Linked DNA regions of Mus musculus: all the other regions are linked to region 2. The links are chromatin contacts, called in public HiChIP or PLAC-seq and promoter capture Hi-C maps. All regions are on one chromosome and are shown on one strand. The core of a region is the stretch at or near the end of the contact, and the rest is flanking DNA. Distances in the headings are between cores, read along the strand shown.

The links. HiChIP or PLAC-seq counts read pairs in DNA pulled down with a chosen protein or histone mark. Capture Hi-C pulls out chosen DNA fragments and counts their contacts.
Region 1: an H3K27ac HiChIP or PLAC-seq map of thymic regulatory T cells shows a contact between it and region 2, with 9 times the contacts expected there. The contact joins the promoter of Prkacb here to the promoter of Selenof in region 2. A contact is called at or near these places in 1 of 39 promoter capture datasets (liver), 1 of 484 Hi-C or Micro-C datasets (CD4 T cells) and 1 of 115 datasets of contacts at active chromatin or transcription factors (thymic regulatory T cells).
Region 3: a contact with region 2 is called in a promoter capture Hi-C map of liver, with 4 times the contacts expected there. The contact joins the promoter of Gbp5 here to the promoter of Selenof in region 2. A contact is called at or near these places in 1 of 39 promoter capture datasets (pre-B cells), 1 of 484 Hi-C or Micro-C datasets (B cells) and 2 of 9 other capture datasets (adipose tissue and liver).
Region 4: an H3K27ac HiChIP or PLAC-seq map of thymic regulatory T cells shows a contact between it and region 2, with 10 times the contacts expected there. The contact joins the promoter of Pdlim5 here to the promoter of Selenof in region 2. A contact is called at or near these places in 1 of 39 promoter capture datasets (pre-B cells), 3 of 484 Hi-C or Micro-C datasets (CD4 T cells, embryonic stem cells and neutrophils), 1 of 115 datasets of contacts at active chromatin or transcription factors (thymic regulatory T cells) and 2 of 9 other capture datasets (adipose tissue and liver).

What each region holds. Positions count from the first base shown.
Region 1 is chr3:146,811,503-146,814,202 of GRCm38.p6, forward strand. Prkacb (protein kinase, cAMP dependent, catalytic, beta) reads right to left here and starts at 1,444. Exons shown (of 10, transcript NM_011100.4): 1 at 1,136-1,444. The coding sequence starts at 1,181. LOC115486180 (a long non-coding RNA gene) reads right to left here and starts at 1,128. Exons shown (of 2, transcript XR_003954577.1): 1 at 699-1,128.
Region 2 is chr3:144,569,060-144,571,759 of GRCm38.p6, forward strand. Selenof (selenoprotein F) reads left to right here and starts at 1,368. Exons shown (of 5, transcript NM_053102.2): 1 at 1,368-1,740. The coding sequence starts at 1,666. It overlaps Hs2st1 (heparan sulfate 2-O-sulfotransferase 1), which reads right to left and starts at 1,157. Exons shown (of 7, transcript NM_011828.4): 1 at 675-1,157. The coding sequence starts at 798.
Region 3 is chr3:142,495,492-142,498,191 of GRCm38.p6, forward strand. Gbp5 (guanylate binding protein 5) reads left to right here and starts at 1,443. Exons shown (of 11, transcript NM_153564.2): 1 at 1,443-1,504.
Region 4 is chr3:142,394,333-142,397,032 of GRCm38.p6, forward strand. It overlaps Pdlim5 (PDZ and LIM domain 5), which reads right to left and starts at 1,364. Exons shown (of 13, transcript NM_019808.3): 1 at 1,254-1,364.

The sequences.
Region 1 (2,700 bases), core at 194-2,693, 2.2 Mb after region 2:
AACGAACCTTATTGATGAAACATAACCCGTTAAATCTGACTGTTGTTTACATTCCACAAAAGCAATAGCTAGACTCTCTTCTGTCAACTCAACTCTGCTTTGTTCATGAGAATCAAAAGCTGTTTGCTTCAAGCTAATTACAAGATTGGCTTCATTCTTCTGTTATAAACACAGACACAATGGAAGACGTTACTTACAGTAACACGAACAAATTGTCAGACTTACTTCAAGGACTGAGATGTCATTAACCTATGGCAATGTAACAAAAGTCAGGGACCGTTCTCTAATTATTGTGAATTATAAATTATAATATGAGCCGAATAATGGCACACAATTTTCTCACAGCCTGTTACACAACACGCATATATGTGTATGCTTACATATAAAACCAAGTTGCTACACAGAAACTCAATTCCCACGACCCTTTTGTCTTGAAATTTTGTACACAGTACTGAACGTCTGAACTTTCAGCTCTCGGAAGAAAGCACTTCAACTCTGAAATGCCTCTAAGTTTTACAGGCATCCTGGAACATTCCTGGATGTCTAGAGTAAACGCAACGCTGTCTCACTTATTTTTCCTCGAATGGATAAAGTTGCTGCTTGTATTTATGTCTGCCATCTCTAATCTCTTGGGTGAAAGAAAGAGCCTTAGACACTAAGGGTTAACGTCACCTTTGGAGACCCTCACGGACACTCACCTTGTGAGAAAACTGATATACATCCAGGAGAAGGAGAAAAAGCCAAGTCAACCCAAACGTACTACCTGTGGCTCCCTTAAAGGAGGGTCTGGGTGTTGGGGGCTCTGGGAGAAAGAAGAGCTAAGGGTGCGATCACAAAAGGACCATATTTGGGGACGCGTTCCAGACCGTGGCAGCCCTCCTCGCTCTAGTAAGAAAGGGGATCACAGGGACCTCGCTGCCCGCCTTCCCTCTCTCCAGTGAGCCCCGGGGCTTGGCCCTCACCCCCGAGCCTTCGTGGGGGAGGGGACAGAGGAGGAGGCGGCCGGCCCCCGCGGCCACTGCAAGGCCCGGCCCGTGGCTCGCGCGCGGCCTTGGGGGGGACACCGGCCCAGGGCGCTGCACCGCGCGGCGGCCCATCCGGCGGGAACCCAGCCAGGGCCTTCGACTCGACTCACCGCTCTCCACTTCGCTGCCTTTCTTGGCGATCGCAGTGTTCCCCATGACCCGGGAGTCCGCAAGCAGGGATGACGGAGGGGAGGGGACCGGGGCCGTCCCGCCGCCCGCCCCGCAGTCGGCAGCAACTTTGGCTAGGCTTTGGCTAGGCTCCCGCAGACCCTAGAGCGCGGCGTCCGGCTGCACGGAGGGGCTGGGTGTCCGGGAGAGATGCTGAGAGCTCTCCGGCAGAGACCGGGACCGTGGCGGTGGCGGCGGTGGCGGCGGTGGCGGCGGCGGCAGCGGCGGCGCGCGGACACTCCCCCTTCCCGAGCCCGCCCTCCACGCGCGTCCCCGACACGGCGCGTCCCCAGGAGCCGCACACCCGGACTGCGACCTCCGCCTCTTTCCGGGCGGGCGCGCCGGAAGTGACGCGGTCAAGCCCCCCGGCGGGCGGGAGCCCCTCTGTGCAGGGTTGTAGCGGTAACTTATTGCTTGTTGCGTGGATGCTGGGCTTGGCCGCGGAGGCTAAGCTCGAAGTAGCGAGGGACGTGGGGACCGTTAGTTTGGAAGCACCCCAGATCCTTCCTCGGCCTGGCATCCGGTGCCCCAGAGCCGGGCGGGGGGCACAGTGCCAGGGCTCGGCCTGCTCCCGCATCCGTGTGGCCCGCGTTCCGCACGCCGTGGTTGCTCTCGCTTGATCTTCCTGCGTGGCTGCAGGGACGTGCGTGCGCCCCTCCGCGTCCTGCCGACCCTGCTGACCCTGAGGTCAGCGTTGGCCAGGAATGTCTTTTCTCAGCTCCCAGCTGTCATTGGAACTTCTTCCCTTCGCTCTTCTAGGTATTCTCCCAACACACCAGGTCAATCACCAACATTCTTGACAGCTTATCCCTTCCCGAGTTCCTTCTTCATGGTCTCACCTGATTGCCCTCACAAATTCTGTCAGGCTTTCTAAGGAGAGATATGGGAATGTGTTGCCTGTTTTACACAAGTACGTTATGTGCATCAACACAGTCACAAATTTCAAAATAAACGCATTCCCAATTGATTGTTGCGCTTCCATGCATCTGAGAGTACTTGAGCTTTTCCGTGAGGTTATTAGAAATTAATCACCTAGCCCTCTGGTAGTTTTTGTTCTGGTTTTTTTTTTTTTTTTTTTTTTTTTGAGCTTTTGCTATCTAAAAAAAAAGCATTCCAAATTTAGAACAGAAAGATTAACTTCTGGAAGGGCAGAGACCATGTAAGTTTATTTTGTGTCTGCAGCACAAACCACAGTTGGCGCGTAATGAACGGATGGTTGTTGGCTGCTAAGGAGATTTCCCAGAACATTTTAAAAGTTTTGTTATTGGGGAAAAAAAGTAGCGGTGAGTGGAAGATTCTAAACAGATTCATACTTCTATTATTGGCAATTATGTTAAATTACCAAGCATGTACACCAAGTATACTGCGTTCTAAGTGTTGTACAAATAGTAATTAGTTTCCTCATAAAGTCCCTATGCAAATGTGGCAAGACTATCATTGTTTTACTTAAGATCCACAGAGGCACAGAGACATTAAAGGACTTATCCAAAGCTAATTAGAAGACCTT
Region 2 (2,700 bases), core at 118-2,617:
ACCCTCAACGTTCCCCTCTTGTACATGCAATCAGCCTAAACTTACGACCCCACTCTGAAGCCCAAATCAACCAGTTTAGCGTCACTCATAAAGAACTTCAGTCCCCCAGATGTCTCCTTTTCGTGCCATCATCGGCTCCGCTGTCCCACACCGCCAGCCTACCAAAGCTGTCAGTTCTAAGGTCCCTTACTGCCCTAGGCTCAGGCATGCCTGCCACTCACTACGGTGAGCCGCTTTCACTCCCCATCATTCCCGGAGTCTCCTTCCATTTCTACCCATCTCCCCGCGACGAATCTCCCCACGACCACCATCCCCAAAGGATCCTGTGCCCAGGTGCCCCTAATTCAAATTCCAGTCCCCATCTCTGCACATGACTGGGGCTTTGCAGAACGATTTGGAAGAGAAGAGAGAGGGAGCGTTTGTGTCCTCCAGCAGCACCAGCTCCAGGCAGACCTGGGTCCCCTCTCTCAGTGAAGGGCCGACGGGGCAGCCCTCTGGCCAGAGACCTCGCGCGTGCAGCTCATCAGCCCAGCTTCCCTCCCCGGTGGCGGGAGCTCGACGTGCCCGGGTCCCAGCTCTCGAGGTTCTCCGAGGCCCCCTGAGGAAGCCCACTTGCTATAGCCGGCAATGCCCACCCGCCAGCCCGGCCCCGGCGCACCGCTCGGCTGCCTCACCTAGCTTCGCCCGGGACTCCTCCAGCTTCTGGATCTGGTTCTCCAAGAAGAGCATCGCCACCGCGAAGGCCACCACCGCCAGCAGCTGCAACTTGGGCGGCATCATAATCCTGAGGAGCCCCATGAAACCCGCCGCTCGCGATCAAGACATACCGCGGGGGGCGGGGAGCGGGGCCCCGAGGGCGACCGAAGCGCCGGGAGGAGACCCCGACCCGGGAGCTGCGCGGACTGCCGCGCCGCAGCGACCCCCTCCTCCTCTCCGGTCTCCCGCCCGCGGGAGCCAGCGCCGGCCGCCTGGTGCACGCTTCTCCCCGGCCCACTCGACGGCCCTGGCGCCCTCCTGCCGCTGCCGCTGCCGCTGCCCCCTGGCTTCGGGACCCCACGGCCGCACGCCCTCTTCCCTCGCTTCCTCCCTTCCCTCCCTCGGTCGCTCGCGGCCGCGCGCTCCTCCGGTGGCGATGCGGCTGCGGCTGCGCCGCCCTCGGCCCGCCCCCTCCCCTCCCCCTCGGCCACCACGCGCACGCCTTGACGCACGCTGCCCGGCAACCAGAGGCTCCACCCCCATCCTCCGGTACAGTGGTGTTCATTGGTCCGAAGAGAGGCCGCTTCTCGCCCTTTCGGTTCGATTTACGGTTGGGTTCCTTGTCACGGGACTCAAGCAAGGCGTTGTCCGATTGGGTAAACTTGGAGGAGGCGGGGCTACTGATGGCCGAGCTGGGGCTTCGTGGATAGCCGATTGAATGTCGTGAATAAGAAGCCCCGGTGTGGGGAGTTTAGGAAAATGCCTAATTTGAATCTCTAAAAGAACCTGAGGACTGTTTAACAATCGATCACTTACAGGCTCCCATGGTCGCCTAACTAACACTCGTCTTTGTGGGATAATAGGCTTGTAGCAGTGGCCTTTCGCGGCGGGTTTCGCGTCAGGCAGTGCAGTGGACGTCCCCGGCACAGGGGTCCTCAGACCCCTGAAGATTGACGGCAGACCGCAGGGATGGCGGCAGGGCAGGGTGGGTGGCTGCGGCCCGCTCTGGGGCTGCGCTTGCTGCTGGCGACTGCGTTTCAAGCGGTGAGTGTGGACCGCCTCTGGGGCTGCCTCAAGGCTGGTCGGAGAGCGCGGATGTGGAAGGGCAAACCCGGGGCCACGCTTGGGAGCCGCCCGTGGAACGGGCTGCCTTAGCGGCCGCTTCCATCCGGAATGAAACGTGGCAGAATTCCAGCCGGAGCTCTAGAGACGATGGTTTCCTCGCTTCAGGCAGCTAGGATCGGTTTTTCAGAGCACAGAGGGTACATAGTCAGTAATGCTTAGAAAGGAGGGACGTTTCTTTGAGTGAGACACAAGTGAATGAAACTACCGCTGCTTACAAACTCCCAAACCTTAAAGGGTTTTGGTCCAGACAAGCGGTTTTCCTCGTTAACCAGACGACACGGGTTCTAAATCTCTGAAAGGAGTTAACCTGGTTTTGACTTACTTAGCTACTCATGAAGCAACTGTATTTTTGGTAAATTCCTCTATGGGAGTTTTCCACCCATATTTACATGTCTTTGTACTTAGGATACTTAAGTGATTTGTCCAAGATTTTGGAAAGTTAAAATTATACCGTAGGTCTCTAAATACTCTGTTCTTCATAGGTCTTATAGTTCACAAACGTTGTCTCTGCTTTTCTTACTTTGTCCAAAGAGTGGATTCTTAGCGTCTTACATTGCAATACAATGTTGTTTTGAAACATCTGGTACTTCAGAAAACACTTAGGGAACATCCCTTTAAACTTTTATACTGGAAACATAAGTAAATTGTTGGCTTTTCCCTCCCATTGTAGTCGTTTGAATGTGTTACCACTACCAAAAGTAACAAAGGAGTAATGTTTTCAAACTATCTTCAAAATCTCAGTAGGCTATGGCTTTGTAAATACCTGCCCCCACCCCCTTGCCAATCAATGTTTTTAAACAATTTAACCATCCTTTATGTTAGTGAAGCAGTTCCCTCATGGATGCACTGTTTGAGCTAGTTGGTGAATTTAACTAAAAA
Region 3 (2,700 bases), core at 193-2,692, 2.1 Mb before region 2:
TCTGAGGCCAGGTACTCCGAGGCTGCATGCTCAAGTCAGTCAGAGATTAGCCTGTCTGGAGAAGTGATCGAGTCCATGGAAAGGAAGTCTGGTAAAGGAATCCCACAGAAAAAACAATATTTTTTGAAAAACTGATATAATAAAAACAAAACCAACCAACCAACCAACCAACGAACCAAAGAAGACACTGGAGTGGAAGGCCATCCAATGCGCATGGATCAATACAGTTGTTATTGTGATAACGGTTAGGTTATTTTACCCAAAGTCACCAGTATAGGCGGTACCCACCATAAAGTCAAATGCTATTTCTGTCAAGCTTACAGGCAAGTGCAGTCTAAAGCGAGTATGCTTCCTTTTAGGAGAGTTAGACTCCAGAGAGCGTCAGAACAAAGTCCGCAAATATCCATGTACAACATTCAGCTTCTATATAACTGATCTTTATTGGCTACATATGACCAGACATTTCCTGAGTTTCCTTGTCCCAGTAGTGACAGCGTCATCTCCAGGACTTGTTAACATATTATTTTGGCTTGAATTCTAGACAAGTGAGATAGAAGATCTTTCTTGAAGCTCCGTTAAGGGAAGGCTATTTCTTCTTGGTAAAGCATAGCTATTTTATTGACCTATTTTAAAAAATTAGTTTAACCCACTCAGTGGCTTGAGTTTTGCTCAGAAGAATCGGACTTGGGTCACATCATCAGCAGATGTTCCAAACGGCACCAAACAGTATAAGATTAAAGCAGCTGCTTACAGCCTTTCTGTGACTGAGTCAGCTTGCTGGTGCAGTCTCTAACCCAGCAAGCGTGATTAGCTTTCTTTTCCTTTGCAATCTCTCCTTTCTGGTTTCCTGTACGGTTTGTCTGCTCTGCTAATTTTTTCCTCTCTCCAACTCCAAAAAAGTTATCCTCAGTTTTCCTAATTCTGTTCTTTATTTCTTTTATATATGGGATTCAAGAGTCCACAACATGACACCCTGAGTTCCTTGTTTAACCTACTACCAATGAAAACAACTTTTATCCTAAGTGGATGCAGAGACAATTGTAAGAAATGAGTCTTCAAATAGTACGTGAGGTTTCCCTTCAAAACAATTGTGATTCAAAACCATAAAAATTATCACCCTCGTTCAAAGGAATAAAATAAACAGCGCTTGAAACAATGACAAACGATGTCAACGTTCTCTTTCAGATTGTGGGCAACTTCTGGGAAATTAGTTCAGTGACATTCAAGCCTTCTGCTTTTGAAAATCCCCTTCAACTATACAGTCTGAACTTGTGTAGTTTCAATTTCAGTTTAGAGAACCCTTTTGCAGATTCCTGTTCTTGCGTTTCATAATCAAGTTCTCTCCCAGCTCTCTGGGAGAGGAAAGGAAATTCCCAGGGCTGGCCGTTATTTCTCAGAACCAAGCACAGATAAATAAGGGTGCAACGAGTTTGTCCTCTTGCAGAGTCCCGTTTGAAGCAGTGTTCTTACTGGCCCCTGCTCCCGCTCTTCAGTTTTTCTTAAGGTAAGACCTGGAGCAGGGGTGGGAAGAGACTGTTAGGAATTATTTTTTAGACTACTTTATCCAGGATGGGATGCATCCTAGCCTGGATGCTGGCTCAGCCCCATTAGAGATTAAACAGCAGTGTTCTCAGAGAAGCAGAATTCCTTGTCCAGCAGTCCGAGTGTTTATTCAGTGCCGTTATTGTTTCCTGTTAATGAGAGGGCAGAGTGTGAAGAGATTAAACTGAAAGGTAGAAATGACTTCCAACTGTTTATCTCCGCTTGTTCTAACTTCTTGGCATCCCTAGTTGCTGTTTAGAACAGAATCACCTCCAGAATAGCAGGCAACCATACTGTTTGCATGAACAATATAGCAGAGCATGAGCTGCGCAGTAAAAGGTCTGAGACTGGGGCTCTAACCAGCGCTCCCATTGTCGGGAAGTGAATTCCCAGACAGCAAGGCTCTATATGTGGGCCGATGCTTGTCCTCATTGGAGCTTGGGACAAATTCACAGCCAGAGCTGCGAGAGAGAGAGAGAGAGAGAGAGAGAGAGAGAGAGAGAGAGAGAGAGAGAGAGAGAGAGAGAACTCCAAGGCACACAGGAAGAGGTTTGCTGACAGCAGTGAGCATTTTCGCTGCACTGCCATCTCTTAAAGGTTCCGTGTTTGCTTTTCCTGGGCAGTCACTCACTTTTAAACCCCATTTGTGTTGGATTCTGTCTCTGCTACAATATTGTCTCTACCTTTATATGTTGACGAATCAAAAAATGACCTATTTGGCCGGTATGGTCTGGCTATGCGGATCGCTCCTGGGAACTCTTTTGACTTCTTGCTGTGTCCCGTGCCTCATGCATATCATACTTAAAGAACAGATAAGAATATAAACGCAAAAACTGAGCAAACACCAGAAGTTCATCTCCAGCACCTTTCAGTACTTTCAGATTTCTTGGTGACCTTCTTCCCTACAGTCCTCCCCTTGTGTGAACATTTCTCTTCTTCTCTTCTCTTCTCTTCTCTTCTCTTCTCTTCTCTTCTCTTCTCTTCTCTTCTCTTCTCTTCTCTTCTCTTCTTTTTTTTTATAATTATTTTATTTATGTGTGTGCCTGAGTGTATTTTAGTCCCCCAGGACTGGTGTTATAGGTAGTTGTGAGCCACCTGGTATGGGTTAAGGGAACAAAATCCAGGTCTACAAGAGCCTCAAGTGCTCTTAGTCACTGA
Region 4 (2,700 bases), core at 114-2,613, 2.2 Mb before region 2:
CAGCCAAACCACAACACCGGTCTCTTCTCTAAATTCCCTTTCTGCTAGCTTCGCTTGGAATTCATTTGTCTGAAAATATTCTGATCCTTAAGCAACGGCAATATTTTTATTGGCTTTTTCCAAGTCTCCCCCATGTGGTTATTAGTGCCCAAATGCTAAAATACCAACCAAGCAGGCAGGAAATAACAGCTTATTCTGCTTTCAAACATGTAAAAACGTTGGAATTTCTGTAGAGCTTTGGATTTTCTTTTAGGGACAGCATAAATAATACCTTCCATCTACTGCTAGTGAGGGAGGCTAAAAGTGGTTTCCCACACTTGTGTGCGAGTTTCCTTGGTGTGCGTAACCGGGAGAGACCTACAAGTGAGGAGCCCTTCAATTAAGACAACCTAGAGATTCTTTCTCCCCTTCCTGAGATAGAATGGTGGGAGGACTAAAGCACTAAGGCTGAGGGATGAGACGTTTCCCAGCTTGGGTTCACGCCTAGCCCTGTTGGCCAAATAAGGTTCCCCAGCTAGCAGTTTCCGTAGCAGGCGGGTTCAGACGTCCTCGGGTCAAGAAGGCGGACCTGGGATAGGATCTGGCGATCACACCCTAGACCTGCCCAGCCCAGTCACGAATTTTCTTTCCAAGTTCTGCCCAGTCCATACGCCCTTCCTCTTTCCACTCATTGTCAAACGGGGCTGAAGCTCAGTCTGACCCAAGCCCCAAGTATACACCAGTTTCATAAAAACTGGCGACCGCGACTGATCTAAGTGGGCTTTCCTTCTGGACGCACCGACGTGTAACCCTCACAGGTTACACAACTGCACATATTTCAGGGAGGGGGAAATACACGCTTCTCCGTAGCCTGGGAGCCAGCAAACAAAACTGCGCCGCTTTCCCGTGCAGGCGCACACTCTCGGCTCGCCGGAGCTTCCCTGGGGGCTGGCGCGCCCCAGGCCGAGGTGCTGCCCTTCGCCGCCTGCCCTCCGGCTCGGCGGGCGCCCCCTGGTGCGCCCGGCTCTCCGGAGCGCCGGTCCCCGAGAGCCCCGGCTCCGGGCGCTCAGTCCCGCCGCGCGCCGCCCTGCCCCGGGCGCTTCTCACACCTCGGCGCGCACCGGGAGCACCTGAGGAGCAGCGGCTCCCGGGGACACGCTCGCCCCGTCCTCCTCTCGTCCCGCGCCCCTCCACGCGCCGCACCCCGTCACCCGCTTCTCCTCCTGTTCCCTCGCGGACCAGGACGTGCTCCTCCGCCTCCCGCGGCCACTCACCTCCTGACCGGCGCGGCGCACCCTCCGCCTCAGACCAGCGCTGACAAGTGGCTCGCGGTGCCTGCGCCGTCCCTCTCAAGCCGGTGGGGAACTTCCGCCTCCGCGCTCGCCCCGCCTCGCCCCAAGGCTGGCCACGCCCCTCCCCTAATGGTCACGCCCCCATGGTCCGGGCTGGGCGGGGCCACGTCGCTCAGGGCTTAGAAGGCAGTGGAGTCTCCCTGTTGTGCTCTGTGACTTGCTGGGACCGGCTGCCGCCGCCACAAAAAACAATTGCCCCTGTGGAGTTTCGGTGGGCGTAGTCTCCGGGGTGTAGTCTTGGACTGGTACCTGGCAAAGATCTAGCCTTCCGCTTCTCTGTTTTGTATTTCGGCGTTTTTCACTCTGCAGAAACTTGAATTGACCCGCAGTTGGTCTGGCTGAAAATAGAAAAGGGCTTTAGCTAAATCTCTGCCGGTGCAAGTTCAGCGACTACCGCCTGCTTTTGTGAAAGACCTCTGTATACTCTCGAGAAGTGCAAACTCTGAAGTTTGCTTGTCAGGAAGGTGAAAATCGCTAACCCTAATATGCAGAAGTTAAATCTGTCGTCAAGCTAAAGGACAGCCATACAAAGCAGTGGCCAAAAGTGATTCAGCCACTGTATCCTCAGCTTATTTTTCTAATTCCAAATTAACAGCACATTTACCTACTTCTGTAAAGTTGTTTGGTTTTGCCCAGAGAATTTATTCACAAGCAAACGTTAGTAATGTTTAACGAATACTCGAAAAGAAACTTTTAAAATATTAAAAGCACAAGTGTTAACCAAGTGGTGTATCAAACAAAAATAAACCTCAACCGAAGTCCCTGAGTCTGGAGTCTGCTCTAGAGGTACAAGCAAACTCCTAAAGTAGGTTCAAAGTTGTTCAAATAGTAGCCACTGGCCACATATGTCTATTTAACTCATTGTAAAAATGTTTTATATCATTGTTATGAATCTAAATTTATACATGAGTAGGATAGGATTTCCATTAAATAGAAGCTTCAGTAGGACTACATTTCACTGTACAGTTGGATGTTTAGTGGCCAAGTTGACATATATGGACCAGGTTTTTAAAATGTTATAAATTTAAAAAATAGGTATGTTGATTATATGTTGATATTATCTGCCTATTTAAAACATTATTACAACTTATTTTCATTTTTTAATGTATATACTAGAAAGTTTAACATGGATGTGACTTGCATATTTTGTTGGCCAGTTGTTGATTGTATTACATTCTAAAAGGAAAACTAGTTTGCAGGGAAGAATTTTTCTAATGTGGGATTTGTCTAGTGTGTTTTAGGGTTCTGTTTCATAGATCATTCCAAAGTAAATGGTTAAGAATGGTTACATGTAAACAGATATCCCCTGCAAAGCAAAGAGTCAGCCTTACAGTTGCCTTCATAGGATGAATACCAGCCTTAGTCACAA